Regions from separate parts of the Gossypium hirsutum genome. Here region 1 is linked to region 2. Evidence: chromatin contacts called from public Hi-C data. All regions are on one chromosome and are shown on one strand. The core of a region is the stretch at or near the end of the contact, and the rest is flanking DNA. Distances in the headings are between cores, read along the strand shown. Region 1 holds the start of LOC107954926 (probable pectate lyase 20). Region 2 has its middle 5.5 kb from the start of LOC107954928.

Region 1 (6,123 bases), core at 747-3,246, 140 kb after region 2:
TGTGCTATTTCTTATGCTCCTGCACGATTACCATAACATCATCATATATGTTGCTAGATTAATTAAATGAAGTGAGTTAATTAAGCATGTGGAAATTGGAATAGGATTAAATGATGATGGACAAAATAATGTGAATGAATCTGTTGAGTTGAGTTGGCCATGTGACATTTCGTGGGAGATGTACATACGGTCCATACGGAAAATTCGATATAATAGTATTTTCTAGACTAGATTTTGCTACTTAAGGAAAATAGTAGTAAATGATAAGGAGGAAACCAGTTCCTGCCTGCTCCTGTTTCTATGTTTTCCGTCGGTGCGAAAAAAACAATAAAGGCAATTAAAAACATTAAAATTAAATACGATGGTGGCGGTGTCCATGAATTCAACTAGTTTTGTCAGTTATATGCAGATACGTCTGTGTGGAACTTGATTCCCCATGTTTTTATTTACCATGCATCAAAATTAAGACAGATCTGTCTTTACAAATTTCTTTGTCTGCCTTCACCATATATATAAAGTTTACTTCATGTAATTATTTTTCTAAGATAAAATTTTAACAATTATTATAAAAACTTTTTATTAAAATTATACTAAAAGGAATCATTTTAACAATTATAGATTTTATGCCTTTTTACTGCATGGAATTCATAGTGCTACTTACTACCACTGTTTAAGTTATAAAGTAAATTCTGTGGAGCAAAAGACAAACTGTCAATTAATTATTAGGTTGCTCCCTGCATTATTAATTTCGTTTTTTCCCTTTAAGGTCCCTTTTTCTTTTTAATGAAAGATAGGGAAAATCCAACATGAAATAGGTGTGAACTGAAGATTTGACCTTGGAGAATGATAAAATGCAAGAGAAACTAAAATTCACAGTAAGGTTGAAATTAGTGGTTAGCACTTCAAGTTTCATTGACAGCAACTTAAAACAAAAATTAGATATGGACGTGTAAGTGTGAAGATTCAACCCATCCTTTACTTAGTTTTGACTGAATTCTATTAGATGAAACACATTTTTGACTACTCATTTAAGAAAGAGAAACAACAGACAGTGGGAAAAAGACCTGTCAGACACAACGCATATTAGGGCAAGTGTGAGGGGATCCATGTGAATCAATCAATCCTCTTCTCATATTTCAAACATTTAATGCAATGTTTATGCTATAGATTATTTTCTTAGGAATGAAATAAAAATATTCATGAATTTGTTGATCTTAATGCAAAGCTAGAATGAAAGTTAAGTTAGAAATATATGCGGGGAAACTCACATATCCACCATTGAAGCAATTTCCTCTGGATTGTCGACTGAGTGCTCATTTATCCATTGCTCATCCTCCAACCTGTTCCAATAAAAAAAACTCTGTCAACCCCAAAAAGCATTAAAACGAAACTGTGAAAAGCAAAAACCAAGTAATGCATGCAATGCAAAAATAATAATAATAATAAAATCAAAAGGGCCTTTTAGTATTTGTTTTTCAGAGCCAAAAGAGGCTAGTAGGAGTTAGTTGATCCAATCTAACTCACCCCTCTTCCATTGATGAGTTTTTCAAGCCCTGCAACTTGTTTTCTTCACTGAACCTGCCATTACAAGCACCACGAAAATCAGAAGAAAACAAAAACCAGTTGCATTGAGAAAAAGTACGTTTAATGTTTTCCTTGACTGGAGAAGCTAAATGAAACAGAGGGAGAGAGCACTGGAAGACGAGCTGATTGTTTCCCGGGAAAATGTACCTTGAATTCAGCTCTGTTTTCTCTGCTGAGGCCTTGACACAAACGAAAAACAAAATAAACGTTACTAGCAAAGCTAACGAAGAGAGCAATCTGTTAGAAATCCCCATCTCTGACAATTTCTCTGTGTGTGTTCAACTTTTGCTGTTTGGATTATATGAAAATGAAGGGGAATGAAGATGAGAAAGAAAGAAAGAAAAAGAATGATGGAGTGAATGAAAAAAACACAGATAACGCAGTGTTTATATAGGGAGAAACAACGACAAATAAAATAAATAAATAAAACAAAGTTAGATTGGATCTTCGTCATCGGCTAACTCCGTGAAGTCAAATTAAACTCTTTTTTTTTTTTAATTTTTATAGTGCCAAATTAACCTCTCTGTTTTTCTTCATTCATTTAATTAGTTTCTAACCAGGGCCTTCCCACTTGCCTCAATTAACCGTCGCTAACTGAAAAGAAATTTAAAGCTACAACGTGTCGATGTGTCGGTAGGTCACGTGCCTGGCCATTTTTCCTTCTGACACTTGTGCACTTGCTCTATTTCTTCCACGCCAGCTTTCTTAAATTTTCACTGTTTTGGTTGATGACGGTGGAGAATTATTCGCTTTACGATTGAGCCACGTGGTCACATGGGCGACGTGGAAGTATAACTAAATATCAGGTAAATGTACGAATTGTAGGCTTTCTTAGGATTTAATTATTAATTAGGGATGAATCGACCGCTGTCCTTTAATCCCGTACGGATACAATTTTAATTTTCTTTTGTAAGTGTTTAGTAAGAACTCCCTAAGATGTTTTAGCTTCAATACTCTGTACGATTTTATATGTAATATTCAAAGTAAGTTAAAATATTATTTAAATCACTACATTTGAAATTTAATCTGTTACGTCATTTACTTTTTCAATTCAAAAATTAATATTATTAAATTTAAATTTAGATGTAATATAATTTTTTTATTTCAAAATATAACAAGAAAGAAGTTAAAGAGAAAAAATTTAATGGAATTAACAATGATTTTAAAGTCTAAAAAAATGAGAAATAATTTTTTTGGAAATAAAAACAAAAATTACAAATACTTCAAACTTATTTCAACTGTCATCTAAAATTTGACATATTAAATATTATATAATTTTAAAAAAGATTACTCTTTTACTTTAAATTTTTATGCCATACCATTTTCTTTTGTTATTCCCAAAAAGAATTTAATGATTAAATGGAGCTCAAATTCATATCAACGATAATGTTGATATTAAAATAACTCACACACTATTAATGTGAGCAAATCAGAACTAGGCACATAATTTTAGCAGATAATTGCTGCGACTCGTACCCACAACGTGGACATGAAAGCCTTACATGACTTATTATTTTACAGTGAACAAATATTAAGAATAATCATAATACAATAACTAAATAATGGGCCTAACATTTGGAATCAATATTTATGATTTCATATTTGTATTCCTTTTTTCCTTTCAACTACATCATCTCTTCCATTTAATTCCAAATATGTTAAATGTAAATATAAGTACTTGTGGATACCTTCCAATGTGTACAAAATTGAACATGGGTTAAACTTGTACGGGTTGGCTTGTCTTTCCCCCCAGATGAGCGCCAATGGTTCAACATTTACATCTTATTATAAACACTATATTGTTTGTGCAGACTTAAAATTAAGAGGCAAAAGTTAAATGTCAAAGAAGGAAGGTCATCTTAGAAATGCCAAAGAAAGAAGCACATGATGATGCAAATAAGTGTACATGTTATCTTAGTTGTTCAATTAAAAGAAGAGAACATGTCATTCCAATCAACCCACAACATATGGCTTGTATCATGAACCAATATACTTTCATTAAAAGTACCATGGAGGCCTCCTGTATTAGATGTTAAATTACATTTTGCTTCTTCTACTCAAAAAATGAGTACATTAGTCTCTATACATTAAATCAACGAGTAAAGTGGTCCTTCTATTAAAAATATTATCTATTTCTATTGTTAAAAATTAGTCTATCTACGTCAGCATCAGGTACATGTGGCATTCATCGTGTTTATTTGGTTATTCTGTCAACCACTCTAGTTTTTATCAGCAGAGATTAATGGACTTTTTAACAAAGTGGATCAGTTTGCTCTTTGGTCTAATATACAATGATTAATTTTCTATTTCTTTTTAGTAGAGAGAGCAAAATGCAATCTTATACTTAGTACAAGGACCTCCATGGCATTTTTACCAATATTTTCCAAGCAGCTTAATTTTATTATATCCAATTAGTTTATATTTTTATGCGCATTTATATATAATTGCATTTACTTAGAAAAAAACAAAGATGAATGAGTTATGAATCATATTTTCTTGTAATAGTGGTTTGTAGCCGACAAAAGAAAACAAATTAAAAAAAAATGTCAAACTTCAAAGCCCCTTAAATCACAAATATATATATATGAGAATCAAAATTAAAGGCTACAAAGGTTGCATATTTTGAGGCATAGAAAGAGGTTGACATGATTAATCTTTAAGATGAATGAAATGTTGTGTTATTTTATCCTAAAAGAGGATGATTCATGAGAGAAATATGTAGGAAGTTGAAAAGATTTAAACCCATTACATCAACCTATCTCTTTTTCAACGCAGACTTGATTTGAAAACTTGGTGGTGGGAGTTGCCAAAGTTTAGGCTAAACACCTTCCTCATTTTGACATGAATCTATAAAGTACATGAATTCTTCTTTCTTTTCTTTTCTTTTTTTAGGGGGGAGGGTCATATGCATGAATTCATTTTCTTTGGTCATATACATGAATTCATTTGTTAAAAAACAAACTACATAAATTCAAATTAAACTACTTGAATGTTGGAAAATATGTTAATTAGAATTATACATTGGTTTCTCTTTACTTTTTTATTATTATGCCAATTATTAATAAAATTGTTTATACTTTTAATATTAAATAAATAGTGAAAAAATGAATTTGTAAAAAAAAAAAAGAAGAAGCCACGCGCAACAGCGAGTCCCAACCTAAACCATGAATAAGTCAAACAACAATGATCTATTCCTTGATTAATCCAAAATTATACATATGTAGTCAAATTCAAATATATGCCAAATTGCCATGTCTGTTGGTGTTTTTTTAATAAATTTAGGGTTCCGACCAAATTCCAGCACCGTCAATCAAGGCCTGTCTTGGCTGCACTTGGTTTCCCTTTATGCTTAATTCCCTGCATGAATTTAGAAATCAAGAGTCTCTAGAATGCTACCTAAATTACCACTTTGACCAAATCTTCGCTTTTTGTTGGCCCAGAGTTTGACAACCTAATAAAACCTTCTTCTTTTAATGTTACAATAAAGATTTATATTTCAATTAATGTTCACAGTCTATTTTGATTACAGAAAGTTTGGCTAATTGGAGCCTAACTGTTTTTTTTTTTTTTACACACGTTGTATTGCTAGTGGAAGATCGGCATCATGTTGGTTTGTTCGCTGCGATTTGAGAAACAAAAAGGAAACTTCACATTTCATATCAAAGAATTTAACCAAAACCCATTTATTAATTAAGGCTTTCCACAATAAATGCTTCCATTGGTGGTATATAATAAAAAAATTAAATAAAATATTGTAAATCAATAAAAATCAACAGTTTGATTAATTCAATCTTTTATAATTTTTTATTTAATTATTGTTAAACTGATGATTTAATTGATTTAACTAAAAGTTCATTACCGAATTGGTCCAATTGTTATAACATTGTTAATTTATTGTTAACCTGTTAAATGTCTTGTTGCTTTCATGCGGCATTTAGACTAAGATTTTACAAAGTTGGTTCATTTTTTCCCAACGGTGTGGTTCCACTTTGTCCATCCTTTTCAAAGGAATCAAACAGATATATGTCCAAAAAAAAGTCAATCACTTTAAGGATATATTCTATTGAATTTTAGCCAACCATCATAATCTTCTTGGAATTGACCATGGAACAAAGGTAAATGAGTTTATGCTTTAATATTTTCAAACTTGGTAGAACAAACAAAAGCTCTTTAGTAAATCATTTCGGCTGTTAAGAAAAAGAAGAAGAAGAAGAGTTGAAGAGGGATAGCTCCACGCGTTATCTCCAACCCAAAGCTTGCTGCCCACCTAACACCAGTCTTTATCTTTAGGAACCCTTTAATCTTTTGCCAACTCCAATGGTGGATTGATGATAAAATGTTGGTGTAAACCCTCAAGTTTTATGTTATTAGCCTAACTATGATAAAAAGTACTACCGAAGCCCTTGCTTTTCCTATCTACAAAATGGGCAAATTAATTTTTGTATATTAGATCAAAGAACAATTTAATTTTTTCGTTTAAAAATTTTAACCTTTTGTGCCTTTAAATACTTGTGTGGCTGACAAAATAATTAGATAGTA
Region 2 (5,978 bases), core at 3,401-5,900:
CCTCCCATTGATGGTCACTACATAAGAGACTGTAGAAATACATCTCAAAACTAGTGACACCCATTCCTCTATAAAACCCATATGAATCATTACTTCTTTTAAAAATGCCCACTCAACTCTATCATAAGCTTTACTCATGTCTAGCTTCACTGCCATGGATCTCTTTTCCCCATTCGTTTTTGGCGTAACTTATGTAGAATTTCATAGGCTATCAGCACATTGTCAGATATTAGCCTTCCCGGAACGAATGCACTTTGAGCACTGTCAATACATCTTCCAAAAAATTCCTGAATATGATTAACAATTGTTTTGGGTACAATTTTGTATATAACTGTGCATAGGCTAATGGGTCTGAAATTAACAAGCCTTATGGGATTGGAGATTTTTGGGATAAGCACTATTTCAGTTAGGTTTAAAAATTTGAAATCTTTACCGTCATTTAAAACTTCTAAGCAAAAAGTTTCAACATCTTTACCCACAATGTGCCAGAATTTTTAAAAGAATAGTGCCGAAAAGCCATCGTAGCCTGATGCTTTAGTAGGTCCCATTCCTTTCACTGCAAAGAAGACCTCTTCTGTCGTATATTTTGCCAATAAAGCTATGTTGATATCTAAAGAAATGCTATTATCAATGCCTGTTAAAAGATGGGATAAATTTCCTACTCGATTAGACAAAAACAGATTCTGGAAATACTTTGTAGCAGTCTTATTTATTTCTGATTCCTCAAAAATCTCCTTTCCATCATCTGTGTCCAGCCTGTTTATTGTGTTGGTTCGTTTCCACATTGAGGCATATTTGTGAAAAAAGGTCGTATTCTTATCCTCTAGTTGAAGCCAATTAGCCCATGCTCTTTGTTCCCAATACATTTCATCTTTATCAATACATTTCTCGTATCAATTATCTATGCCATTGTATCATCATCTCTTTCTTTCTGCATTAAAATTTTTAACTCCTTTGTGAGCTTGTACTTCAATCCTTCTTGTACCTTCTTTATTGATTTTTCCCATCTTGTCAAACCGATTTATAGTCTTTCATTTTTTTCAAAAATATATTCGTTTGATGACTCATATATTTTTTAATCTCCTATTCAATCGATTCCTACATGGTCCACCATGCCTCAAATTTAAATCTTAGGGTCCCCTTGAAATTGTTTCCATTAGTTGTGCTGATAAAAAGGAGGCAATGATTTGAAAGTGAAGACATTAAATGGTGTATATTGCCTCTTAGAAAGAGCTTCATCCATTTTTCATTTGCAACACCCCTATCCAGTCTTTCTCTAATATTTGTTTCCGGTAGATTCCCTCTTTCCCATGTATACCATACTCCCATATAGCCCACATCTATGAGTTGGCATTCTTCTAAAACCTCACAGAATGCTGCCATTCATTTCTCCTCCCTCAGCTGGCCTCCCCTTTTTTAAAAGAATATATTATTTCATTAAAATTCCCACTCACTAGCCAAGGATGATCTTGTTCCTGGCCCAAAGTTCTTAGTAAATTCCATGAGGCATTTTTATTGTGTATATAAGGTGACCCATAAAACCCTGTGAATCTCCATTCTTTACTAACACCTTCTTCTTTGATCAACACATCAATATAACTCGTTAAGAAAGTTTTTAGACGAGCCTAGATTTCTTCTTTCCATGCCAGATAGATCCCACCACGCATACCTTCTGCTCCTACATCAAACCCATTCATAAAACTACACCTCCTCCTACTTTTTCCATATGTCTTTTATTAACTTTAGTCTTCATGAAGAAGACCATTTGGGGGTTATATTGCTTCAGTAAAAATCGAAGCCTTCGCTCTGGCCGTGGATTCTCCATTCTACGGACGTTCTAACATATAATTTTCATTGCGTCCGGTTGGCTTGCCTCTTGGCAGCCACCGATCTATTTTGGTTGGGGTTTTCTACCGACAAATTTGTTCCAGCCTTACTTATTAAATCTTGTCCATCATGTCTCATCCTTTTTGCTGCATCTTCCTGGATCTCTTCTATACCGTAATCATCATCTTCAATCTCTGCCAATTTTCTTTTCTTCAGTTTGCTTTCTGCACCATAATATTTCATCACTTTCGTTGATTCAATTATTTTCCAACTAGATTTCCTGATTGGTTTCAGCATATCTTCATCTGTATTATTCCTCCTTGTCTTTTTTCTAACGATTTCCCCTTCCTTTTGCATCTTTATCACTTTTTCTGCTACTGTCAACCGAGAATCATCTTGTACTTCTTGAGTCATATCACTTCTTTTTCCACTGTGTGAGTGCGTTTCCTGATTCTCCTTGATACTTCCTATATACGAACACTGTGGTTGCAGCTTTTTTGATAGAGCATTAAACTTTAAACTCTCCCTTCCAAGCAAATTTAATTCTGCTTTTAAAGCCAAAGAGAAAGGTGAATATTCTCTAATTTTGTTTTCTTCTGCAGGTTTTATTACTGTATATTCTTGGAGACCATGCCCCGTTCTTCCACAACCAAAACAAAATGTCGATAATTTCTCATACTTGAAAGAAATTCAAAATCTATTTCCATTATCTATTGAGACAAATATACCCATACGAAGGGGTTTTTGTACATCTAATTTAATTCTAATGCGACAAAACTCACCATTAACTTCAGATCTGAGAATGCCTCCAAAAGTAACCCCTATAGCATGCAAGAGATCTTTTTTTTTTATCAAATTCTGGTAAGCACAACCCAATCTTGATCCAAAACGGGGATGAAACAAGCCTGATTTGATTTCTTTCCATCGGTTTAGTCAATCGATCAAAGATAACTAAGTTCTTCCTGAACAACCATGGCTGACCTTCCATAACAGTTTCTAAATCTTCCTCAAACTCAAACATAATCAAAAAAAGGTTTTGCCCTACCAATTAGATCTCAAACTTTTTCTTTGTTTTCCAAATACTCTTCATCTGTGCCTTGAAGCTGTCCGGATTGTAGGATTTCTCTGTCCAAATAGTGTAGATTAGAGTTGGCTTGTCGTTTGGTTCCACCATCGAGCTTTTGACCGATAGTTGAATAAGTTCCTCTGCCAATAGGGAGACCTTGTCTCCCCCAAACCCGTCGTTGCCACCACTTTCCGTCATCCCAAACTGCAGCAGCCACTGTTTTCGCTAGGATACCAAGGAGAGCACTCTTGGCTACTAGGGTTTCACTCTTATTATTATATATATATATTTATTTACATTGAATTGAAAGTATTTTTTGTTAAGGTAAAATACTAAGAAAAAATAAAAGCATATTTTCTCTTCAAAAATTTTAAAATTAATTATTATTTTTTATTGAAATAAAACATTAATTGTTTTTATTACTATTTAATTAAAGTCACTATTAAAGTAAATCTCCTTAAATGATCATTTTTATTAATTAAATATTAACTAAATTTTTATGTTAATTTCTTATAATTAAATTGAATTGAATTTTTTTATTAAAATAAAATATTAATAAATTGTATTTTTTTAGTTAGTTTGCTCTTTTGGCAAGTATTTTTCTTACTGTTTCTTTTCAGCTTTCTTTTTGGTTCCTTCTAGTTTTTCAATCTGTCTTCTTCAGAATTCTTGTTAACTTTTCTTTGTCATTTTCTTGTTTGTGCTCTGGATCAATTGGTGTTTGGGTTTATTGGTTTCTAATCTAGGGTGCAGTGTACATCGCTCACCATGAAGACCGAATGGCTAACTTGCAGATTGATGATGGGGAGGAGGCCTGGGAAGTGAACGTCGAGGAAAGGGAATATGGTCCCAATGATGGGTTTTGCCTTGTTGGGTGTTTTCTAACCTCTGGTGTAGTCCAATTTCAAACGATGCATTATATGGTTGTGAACCTTTGGCATCCATTGGGGGTGTGTGTGTCTATCTCAAATTTAGGGGAGAAACGATATCTATTTAAATTCCTTTATGGTATTAACATTGATCAGATAGTGGATAGGGCATCGTGGACTTTCAATAATCATCTTTTGGTTTTCTACCAGATTGATAATGATGAGAACCCTTTGCAAGTTCCTCTGTATTTTACTGATTTCTAAGTTTAGATACATGATCTCCCAAGCGGGTTAATGTCGAAAGCAATGGCAAAGCAAATCAGTAATTTTATTGGTCTATTTCTTGAATACAATGTGAAATCGCTAAGTCGGGATTTCAAATTTTTATGTGCATAAGGGTATGAATCGATATTCGTAATCCTTTGAAGAGAAAAAGAAAGATTTCCTTCTCTAAGGGTAGTTTTGTTTACGTCAAGTTTTTTTAATGAAAAACCGCCATTATTTTGCTTCATGTGTGGTCGTCTTGGCCACGGTGAAAACTTTTACCCTCATAAGATTACAATTGGAAAGTAGAAGGTTAGTTTTGGTTGGGATGTGTAGCTCCCTAGCAAGCTACCCCACCCACAAGTGTTTGGCTAAGGGAGGAAAACAATTTGAATTTTGTTAAATTTGAGGAGATAAGGAGGGATATTGGGAGTAATGATAGGAATTATCTTAATTCAATTTTTTCCAAGATGTAAAATAAAATTTAGGGATCAATTCAGTTCGTGGATCACGAGGGAAATAGACTGAACTAAATTCAGTGAGTGGACCTAATGGTATGGACAGTGATGTGAAAGATCTCTAAATTGACCCAACAAATGGTAAGAAGCAACCCAATATGTCAACTATGGTGCCAAGTGTTTTAGACCAGATTGATTCGTCCAACGCTAATTTGGGGCAAACCTCTACCTACCATGTTATAACAATAGACTTTGCAGTGCAAGGTCGCCAAGCTTAATAAAAATCTTAAGCTAGAAAGTCCATAGGTTGGGGGTCTGTTGTCCGTTCGTCAATTTCAACGTATGCTTAGAAAAATTAGTCCCCAATATTCAAACTAAGTTTGTTAGCTAGGAAGGATTAACTCGTCATCGACGACAGGGAGGTTGAATCGGCCTTTGAGAAGTTGTGGTAGAAGCAATAAAAATGTTGCAACAAAGAACACAAGAATTTATAGTGATTTGGCCCCAATTGCCTACTTCACTACCTTAGCTTTCCACAACTAAGTTCACTAATTTGACAACCTTTGAGGATAATGTTTAATCTTACAATCTCTCTTAAGACTTATACCCCAAAATCTTAAGATACAACTCTCTTAAAGTTTCTACCCAAACCTTAAGAATGAACCCTTTCTCAAAGAGAAATAAATAAGCAAACAAACTTAGAAGATCAGGATATTTTCCAATTAAGCACAAATACAAAGAAGGAGACTTGAGCTAAATGAATACAATAAAAGCTCACAAATGCCTACAAGAAAATGTAAGAAAAAAAATTAAACTCTAGATTATTTTGATTTATCTTTTAAGCTCTAGGTATGTAAGAATAAAGTATCAATAAATTTATTAGCATCAAAATTAAAGTTATTATTAAAGTGAAATTTCTAATAGTTTAAAATATTAATAAAATATATTACCATCACCATTAACATTAACATTAACATTAAAGTCCTTATTACAATGAAATTACTTAACTGATTATTTTTATTAATTTAAACATAACTAATTTTTCTGTCAATTATGATATATATATTTATTTACATTGAATTGAAAGTATTTTTTTATTAAGGTAAAATATTAATAAAAAATAAAAGCATATTTTCTCTTTGAAAATTTTAAAATTAATTATTAATTTTTATTGAAATAAAATATTAATTATTTTTATTACTATTAAATTAAAGTCCCTACTAAAGTAAAATTTCTTAAATGATTATTTTTATTAATTAAATATTAACTAAATTTATAACAACCCGTTTTTCAGTGGTGTTGGAAACAGTGGTTTTTAAGCCACAAATCCGACGAGTAAGTTTGTAAATATTATTATTTAATATTTACATGTCAAATATGGTTTTATAAAGGTTTTTGATATGATAATTTATGCTATATAAACAATTAATTAAGTTCAAGTGGTAAGACCTTAAAGTCAAGTAGTTTTAGAAAATGAGGTATCAGGACTTCGTT

What was found. A called contact is a pair of places that touch in the nucleus more often than the background predicts.
Region 1: a contact with region 2 is called in a Hi-C map of leaf, with 2.5 times the contacts expected there. The contact joins the promoter of LOC107954926 here to the enhancer-like site in region 2. A contact is called at or near these places in 2 of 34 Hi-C or Micro-C datasets (both in leaf).

What each region holds. Positions count from the first base shown.
Region 1 is chrD07:30,354,459-30,360,581 of Gossypium_hirsutum_v2.1, forward strand. LOC107954926 (probable pectate lyase 20) reads right to left here and starts at 1,997. Exons shown (of 6, transcript XM_016890620.2): 1 at 1,732-1,997; 2 at 1,525-1,578; 3 at 1,269-1,340; 4 at 1-19. The coding sequence starts at 1,838.
Region 2 is chrD07:30,207,666-30,213,643 of Gossypium_hirsutum_v2.1, forward strand. No RefSeq gene overlaps it. Among protein-coding and RNA genes, the nearest start is that of LOC107954928, 5.5 kb to the left of the region's middle. Within about 2 kb of position 4,651, at least 8 of the 9 cell types and tissues checked have an H3K27ac peak or open chromatin away from gene starts, as enhancers often do. A contact at or near this core is called in leaf, where this site is marked.